Linked DNA regions of Zea mays: region 1 is linked to region 2. A link is a contact called in public Hi-C data. All regions are on one chromosome and are shown on one strand. Each heading gives the region's core, a stretch centred on a gene start, on an enhancer-like site or on the middle of the called end of the contact. The rest is flanking DNA. Distances are from core to core; before and after follow the strand shown. Region 1 holds the start of LOC100280334 (vacuolar-type H+-pyrophosphatase5). Region 2 holds the start of LOC100280230 (transducin family protein / WD-40 repeat family protein).

Evidence for each region. A called contact is a pair of places that touch in the nucleus more often than the background predicts.
Region 1: a Hi-C map of ear shows a contact between it and region 2, with 2.5 times the contacts expected there. The contact joins the promoter of LOC100280334 here to the promoter of LOC100280230 in region 2. A contact is called at or near these places in 3 of 25 Hi-C or Micro-C datasets (bundle sheath, ear and leaf).

Annotation. Positions count from the first base shown.
Region 1 is chr9:99,510,217-99,514,480 of Zm-B73-REFERENCE-NAM-5.0, forward strand. LOC100280334 (vacuolar-type H+-pyrophosphatase5) reads right to left here and starts at 1,513. Exons shown (of 8, transcript NM_001153260.1): 1 at 1,149-1,513. The coding sequence starts at 1,413.
Region 2 is chr9:99,341,737-99,346,041 of Zm-B73-REFERENCE-NAM-5.0, forward strand. It overlaps LOC100280230 (transducin family protein / WD-40 repeat family protein), which reads right to left and starts at 2,348. Exons shown (of 19, transcript NM_001352155.1): 1 at 2,089-2,348; 2 at 1,719-1,746; 3 at 1,535-1,635; 4 at 805-1,008; 5 at 460-703. The coding sequence starts at 2,217.

The DNA.
Region 1 (4,264 bases), core at 263-2,762, 170 kb after region 2:
GGATAATGAGCATAGTATGGCTCTGCAAGGGAAGCATAAACCAATCACCATAATGCTAATCCTATTGTAAGAAACAAATCCTGAGCAAAGACATGGCCAGAATCCAGCCAATATCATTACCAACATGAGGCAGCCAATAATGCAAGCACCCACCCAACAGAGGACAAACTGCTTTTAAACTCTGCAGGCACCTTCAGACAGGCACTGTGCACTAATAATTACCTTACATGACACTGTTGAATGGACCACAAGATCTCTGGTCCATGTGCGTCTGTTCTACGACTACGATTCCTTCCAAGTTCAGCGGATGCGGTTGAAAACAAAACTATTTTCTACCTGCTACAATAATGCAAATCCACGGAAAGTTCGTTATCGAGTTATCCTACTAGGGAAGCAAGGACCACAGGTGCAGCAAGCAACGTATCTGCTGCCTGCAGTAACTTATCCTATCCCCACAGGCCACAAGATGGTCACAGCACAGGCCACAGGATGGTCACAGCAAGGACTTATACCGGGACCTCTTGAGAACAGAGCACTGCCATTAGATCTGTATATATGAACACATCCAGCCCCACCACAAATATCTCACAAAAAAATCTAGTAGGGACGAGAAACAGTTTAGTTACCGCAATAAGGACACACGCAGCTAAAAACTATAAGATGCGCTGTGTTAAGCGGGAGCATCCGTAGTTTATTGTTGGATCTGACTGTGCAGGCACACGGCAGGAAAAATCCATGCAACAAACTAACAAACATGGGACACCATCTGATCGAGAGCACAGTTTTAGACTGAATTGCCTTAATCCATAAAACAAACTAACAAACAAGGAACACTAGCTGATCGAGAGCACAGTTTTAAACTGAACCGCCTAAAGAATTAAGAAACGCCTGAAATTCTATTCGCGCGCCTGGTGGACTCTGCACTGCAAACTGATATGAGCCATAATCGAGTAAGTAAAACTTATTAGGTTCCCGCCGCAAGCAAACAAAACAATAAAAACTGCAGAACGACCACCCACCCAACACCGAAGCAAAGCAGTCGAGCTTCTCAACCACTAAACAGCCAGAACCACAAGATCTACGATCAAGCGCCCTCGGATCCACAAAAATCCGAAAACACGAACAGCGGCATGGGCGCACAGCCTCACCTTCGGAGATGGCGTTCTGGATCTCGGCGTACTTGACGACGACGTTGTGCTCGTTGAGCCCCTCCTCCTCCTCGATGAGGTACTCGCTGGCGCCGGCGCCGGCGCCGCTCTTCCCGGCGGAGCCGTCTCCGCGGCGCGGCTCGGGGGAGAGCTTCACCTTGGAGACCAGCACCCACTGCAGCACCGCGAACGCGATGCCTACCACGGCCGCGACGGGCACCACCACCTGCGTGCCCAGCTCGGGCAGGAACGCCGACGAGGCCATTGCCCCCCGTGGAGGGATCCGGGGCGCGCGCTACGGGTTCGCTGCTCCCCAACTTTACGCGGATAATTTCGTGTGGAGTTCGTTCGAGCGCACGGCGGAGGGAGCAGAGCGGAGAGGAGAGGATGACACCGGCAGCCGCCATTTTATAGGAGAGGCGAGGCCACTGGATTCTCTGGAAGAGGGAGTGTAGGTAGGTGATGAGGTTGATGAGAAGGGTGTTTTGGTAATTTTCAGACGTTTTGGTAATTCTTTTCTTGTTTACCGTTTTCTTGTGAATTTCGGTGCTGGTTTTCAGTTCGATTTTTTTGTACAGTATACTATATATGAAATTGATGCCACCATGAATGGATGCGGATAGATGACTAAAATACTTTTTTAGTGTTGCAATGTTGTGCAATTAGAAATTGGGAATGATTGTGTTGAGTGAACGGTCTATGCTTAAAGGGGTGTTTGTTTAAGTTTATAATCTAAACAGATTATATAATCTAATAAATTTTGAACAACAAATTATATAACCCAAACAAACACCTCCTAAATATAACTGTATAATCACAACTGTGAGAAATGTCTTCTTAAATTTGTAAATTTGAAATGTTTCTAAGTAAGGCGGTGTGTAAATGTTACACCCCATCTCTGTCCATCTACAGCGTTCCCGGATAAGTTTGGATAGAAAGTGGGTAAACATTCTAAATTAATCTTCCATTACGGCAAAAGTGCCCATGCTTTTTTTATTTTCTCCAAATTTAATTGAGGGATCTCATTTCAATTGTCTTTAATGAGAGATGTTACACGAAATTTTAAAATCATCGTGTTTGTTCTTCACTCTCGAGCTTTTGACACGTATATAGATATTATGACTAGCAGATCGCGCATATGACTATGCAAAAATAAACAGACTCGCCTTTAAATGGCTAACATCTTGATCCAAATTTTCTGTGTGGGCTCCAACTGCCACAAATATATGCATATATATGGTCCAAGCCTAAAATGTGAAGCAAGCAAATCACAAATCGTGTGGTTGCCCCCTTCATCATCTTCTGGACCCCGGGTGGTCCCTGGACCGATGAGTAAATTGTCGCTGCGTGTCCCAGCCCAGATGGGTCGGCGCGAGACGGGACACAAAGAGGGAGAACAGTAAGGGGAAACCGTGGCCTTCGTGTTGTTCTGCGCCCAGGGCGGATGGATGCGCTTGCGGTAGGGGGTTACAAGCGTTCGCGTGGGAGAGAGAGAGCGAGAGCCTTATGCGCCGGCCTGTTCTCCCGCGCGGCCAACCTTCTCGTACGAGAGCCCTGGACCTTCCTTTTATAGGCGTAAGGAGAGGGTCCAGGTGTACAATTGGGGGTGTAGCAGTGTGCTAACGTGTCTAGCAGAGAGGAGCTAGAGCCCTAAGTCCATGTCGTCGTGGCAGTCGGAGAGGTTTTGGCACCCTGTTCATGTGATGTCGTGGCCGTCGGAGGAGAGCTGGAGCCCTGCGGAAGGACAGCTGTCGGGGCTGTCGAATCTTTGCTGACGTCTCCTTGCTTCCGTAAGGGGCTGAGAGCCGCCGTCGTCATGGACCACGCGGAGCGCCATCATTATTTGTTTACTGGGGCGAGCCAGATGGGACGCCGGTCTTGTTCCCCGTAGCCTGAGCTAGCTAGGGGCAGGGTAATGATGGCCCCCCTGGCGACATGGCCGGTCCGGACCCGAGTTTGGGCGAGGTGGCGATTTCTTCGAGGTCGAGGTTGAGTCCGAGCCCTAGGGTCGGGCGAGGTGGAGTCCATCGTCTTCCGGAGCCGAGGCTGAGTCCGAGCCCTGGGGTCGGGCGAGGCGGAGTTCGTCGTCTTCCGGAGCCGAGGCTGAGTCCGAGCCCTGGGTCGGGCGAGGCGGAGTTCGTCGTCTTCTGGAGCCGAGGCTGAGTCCGAGCCCTGGGTCGGGCGAGGCAGACCGTCTTCCGAGGCCGAGGCTGAGTCCGAGCCTTGGGGTCGGGCGAGGCGGAGTCCGTCGTCCAGCGTCGAGGTTGAGCCCGAGCGCTGGGGTCGGGCGAGGCGGAGCTTCCTATGGCGCCCGAGGCTGGACTTAGCTGCTGTCAACCTCACTCTGTCGAGTGTCACAGCAGTCGGAGCGACACAGGCGGCGTTGTTTTCTTGTCAGGTCGGTCAGTAGAGCGGCGAAGTGACTGCGGTCACTTCGGCTCTGTCAACTGAAGAGCGCGCGTCAGGAAAAGGTGTCTGGCGATCCTTGCATTAAATGCTCCTGTGATACGGTCGGTTGGCGTGGCGATCTGGCCAAGGTTTCTTCTCTGCGAAGACTGGGCCTCGGGCGAGCCGAAGGTGTGTCTGTTGCTTGAGGGGGCCCTCGGGCGAGACGTGAATCCTCTAGGGTCGGCTGCCTTTGCCCGAGGCTGGGCTCGGGCGAGGCGAGATCGTGTCCCTTGAGTGGACTGAGCCTTGACCTTAATCGCGCCCATCAGGCCTTTGCAGCTTTGTGCTGATGGGGGTTACCAGCTGAGATTAGGAGTCTTGGGGGTACCCCTAATTATGGTCCCCGACAGTAGCCCCCGAGCCTCGAAGGGAGTGTTAATACTCGCTTGGAGGCTTTTGTCGCACTTTTTTGCAAGGGGACCGGCCTTTCTCGGTTGCATTTCGTTCCGGTGGGTGCACGCGAGCGCACCCGCCGGGTGTAGCCCCCGAGGCCTCGGAGGAGTGGTTTGACTCCTTCGAGATCTTAGCGCGTTTCGTGATGCTTCGGCCGGTCTGGTTGTTCCCTCATGCGAACTGGCCGTAGCCCGAGTGCATAGTCGGGTCCCAAGTTCTCGGGCTGGTATGTTGACGCTGTCAACGGTTTGGCCGGAGCCGGGTTTGCGAGAGCA
Region 2 (4,305 bases), core at 1,098-3,597:
GCTTCCCGCACTGTGCGGGGTCTGGGGAAGGGTATCTTTCAGCGCCAAGTCTTACCCGCATAATATGCAGAGGCTGGGGCTCGAACCCGGGACCTTCCGGTTACAGACGGTAGGCTCTACCGCTGCACCAGGCCCGCCCTTCTTGCTTTTACCATGTATCTGACATAATAATCTAGGAGTGTGCATAGCAAGAAATATGTAACTAGAAAAGTCAAAACTGGCATAGTTTGGAATGGAGGGAATTGGTAGGTACACTGGCTAAGTTGGATATCAGGTACAAACTGGGTGGTACCTCACCAACTAAAATTTTGATAAGGAACTAGTTTAGGGCTTGAGACAAGGATGTTACAACGAAAATAAGGATTTCTGTTGCTCTTGTAACAATATAGTTGACTAAACACTAATAAAATTCCATTATCTAAAGTTTCTTTTTCATTTTACAATATACTATTGCATCACCTGTTCGAAATGACAGTGCAGTCACAGCACCACGAATCTGGTGGTTGAAAGACATCAATTCTTCATCATATCTTACATTATGAACATGAACTGACCCATCAGAACATCCGACAGCAACTACATCCAGGGCAGGAGAAGAGACACAACACCGAACAGGTGAGTTCCAACCATTGAAATCATACAGTTTCTTTTTTGTGCTGATATTCCACAGCTGCAAGGAGCCTTCTTCGCTACCAACAATTACCTGATACAGAAACAGATTTGTTAAAAGAAAAGAAACATAATGCAGACAAGGTTCGAAACGAATACTATTTCCAAAGCAAAACTTCAGACAGCTTCAAGCACCTTATTCAGATAAGTATCAGGATGCATGATACATGTTGGGGTGAACTTGTCTCCCAATGATATGCTTCCAACTGGTTCAGTGTTTGGTTCTGCTCCTCTGAAGGCCCACATGAATACATTACCTTTAGCATCTGCGCTTAGAACATATTCTCCAAATAGGTATAGCATGTTGACCTTTTCTTCATGTCTACTCCAAGTAGCCACCTGATTGAAAGAGAATGTGGGAGGCATGAATTTATAGGGTGTTTGGTTTGAGGAATGAGCTAGTCCATCATCTTCTCACTCCTCACTATTTTTGTTTGGTTTGTGGAATGGAATGAGTTGATCCATCACCATCTCATTCCTCATAGTTAGTTAGTTAGTACTAATATATGAGGAATGGGGTCATCCCACCAAATTTGAGGAATGAACTCATGATGCACCACCTCAATTTGGATGTAGTGATTCCTTAAACCAAACACCCCCTTAAGGTTTGTCCACGTAGCAGTTGATGAGCATTTATGGTGAGGTACCATTTGTAAGCTCATAGATGACCAGCATTGTCCCAATTGCCAAAGTTCTAATTTCACATAATAATAGCACATCTTAACTACTTTATAATCATTAAAAAAAGAACAAGGCTTCTAGCCTTCTAGTAAAGAAGAACGAGTTTGGACAGCCAAGGGAGCAGTATAACTTATGTGGACAGATAGCAAAAGTTTAGGTAATGGAAGCACAGCAATTTCCGTACCTGGTCAGTCCTTTTGAAAACTGCAATATCACTTCCATAAGCAGCAAATGTATAATCCTTGTAGGATGCAATAGCACGGATCTTCTTGGGCAATTGGGGTCCTTTGATAACATAAGAAACTCATAAACGACAAAAAAAAACAGGAACATTAAAAAGTACACATGAACTGAAATAACAGGCTTACCAGCAAGAACCAAATTCAGCTTAGCACACTGCAGAACAAACGGGCATAGCAAGATGAGTATTGCAAGCTTCTAGAATAAAATTCGGTTGCAGAGGAGGAATGTAACAGGAACAGAGGAGAGTAAGGCTCGATGACAATCACGAGCTCGATTGACTACATTTACCCCCTACTAGGACCAACCAGTAAATAAACAATGAACTCCAGACTAGCCCCAAACAGATTCTAGTGATTTTATATATTCACTTGCTCACGCTATTCACGATACTGAATTCCTCCAGAGCAGACCGCGCCACCTCGACGCACGAATCCTTGTCGATTTTTTTTTCAAACGGCGGAACAGACGGGGGCGTACTGTAGGATGGCGACTTACGTTATAGACTTGGAAAGCCTTGCCGACGCTGACGGTGACGAAGGTCTCGGTGCTGAGGCGCTGCACGGAGAAGGGCACGCCGCTCGCCGTGATGTAGCCGATCGCACGGAACGGCTCGAAGATCCCCATCCTCTCTCCCTCTTCTATCTGGTCGTGGAGCCCCCTCCGGCGGCGGGGTTGCGGCCACTCCTGTCGCCGCTGGTTTTTCTAGGGTTTAACAACAGGCGCGCCGTCGGCGAGGGTTTTAGTTTGGGTTTGGCTGGCAGAGCGGCGGCGGCAGGCGGGAGTCGGGGGGCTCGTTTTCCGGGTAGGTCAGTTTGGTTGGGGTTGGGCGTGTGGACGTGTGGTGAGGTGGGCTGGTTTCGGGAGGCAGCTGTCGAACCGGGTCGGGCCGAGCCCAAACATGTTTTTACTTCCACTTTTCGGTGTTTTTTTTCCTAGACACTTTTTATCTAGTTACATCTACATCTACTAGTTTATGGCGCGCGCCCTTGCTCGCGTGCCAATCCGTGGTGTAAACTCTTATTATAAACATGTATAATTTGATGTTGTGTGATGAACATGTATATATAGAGTACTCGTTATTGAGGACATGAGAACATCAGTATCATATCAAATTTAGCAAACTATGTTTTCTTAGCAGTGGTTACCAATGGAATTGTAGCATTTATATCAACTAGAGACTGAACTGAGATTACAATACATATTAAGTAGCATTAAAGTAGAGTGCACCAAGAGCTTAAGCACTGGTGCTAGACTTAGCACATTTATTAAGATTTCAGAGTGGAATGAACTTAACTTCAGTTCATCCTAACAAACATGTCCTAATCGTTCCTTCTTTAGTTCCTCAACTACTCCTTTAAAGGCATAAAATACTCAGGTGCACTTTGATCAGTAGTGATTACATCAAGATTTGCTCTCAACATATGGATATTTTGATTTCTCAATTATTTTCAAATGCCCAACATCTGTAGGTAACTTTTTTGGGTTTAGGATATTTTGATTTTTCAATTTTTACTATAGAACCTAGTGAAGGGACCAATGGTAGCATCATACAAATCCATGTACATGGAGATAGAATATATCTGTTAGAAGCTCATTCTCGTAGAATTGTAGACAAATTTCATTACAACGCATATGGAACTGCAACAACCAAAACTCCACATACATCAGGACATGCATTTTGATACATATGATTGTCCAAATAACGATTGATACAATTCAAGAACCACAAGCAACAAAGAAATAACACACTTCTTTAGTGGGTTAACATGAGACTAGCATTTACACTGTCATGCACTCGAAAACTCAATGTCTAGGAAACAAATTAAAAATGTGGTCCTAGATTTAGGATTTCATTCTTTAAGGTACTCCAGTAAAGCAGGATAATCATTATGATCCACCACAATAAGAACATCCTTATGGTTATGTCAGAACACAGAGCAATAAGTTTAACGGAATCATCCAGAGTTAAAGTACACCAACCATGTATATCACTATTACCATTGCAGTATATGTCCCAGATGCAAAAAAATAAACATAGTGAGAATTGCATGGTAAATGGTGCCAAGAGCAGAAATACTTAGTTACCTTGGCTGCAGCTCTGATCATCGTGGGCCCACCAATATCAATATTTTCAATGCCATCCTCAAAAGACATGTTACCAGAGGTGACTTTGTCATAAAAGGGATACAAATTCACCACAACCACATCAAATGTCCTTGTGCCCCAAGAAAAGAGTTTTTAGTTCATATACAGTTTGTTGACCTACAAAGTTAGCGAAAGATTGAACCTTGTTGTGTGACAATTAAAATTCATAAGCAATGTTAAATGGTGGATTAATAAATTTCACCAATTCCATGATCTTTTAGTGCCTTCAGATGATGCTCCTGGTCTCTCCTGGCAAGAATATCACCACGTATACTTGGGACATATTCTCTTATCACCTATTACATAAGATGTAATTAGAACAAAAAATATTTTTTTGTACCTCTATAAAATCATTTTCAAATGATGACTCCCTCCGTAGTCTCTGTCTCATTAAGTCATATATGTACAACTGACAGTGTACATCATGTATAGCATACATGATGGCAAGTAAGCAATAAATAAAAGGGTCAAACAAAAAATAAAAATTATCAAATACAAAACACAACGAGATTTTTTTTTTCAAAATTAGGGTTTATATGTGCAATAGCTAATCATTTCATCAATAAG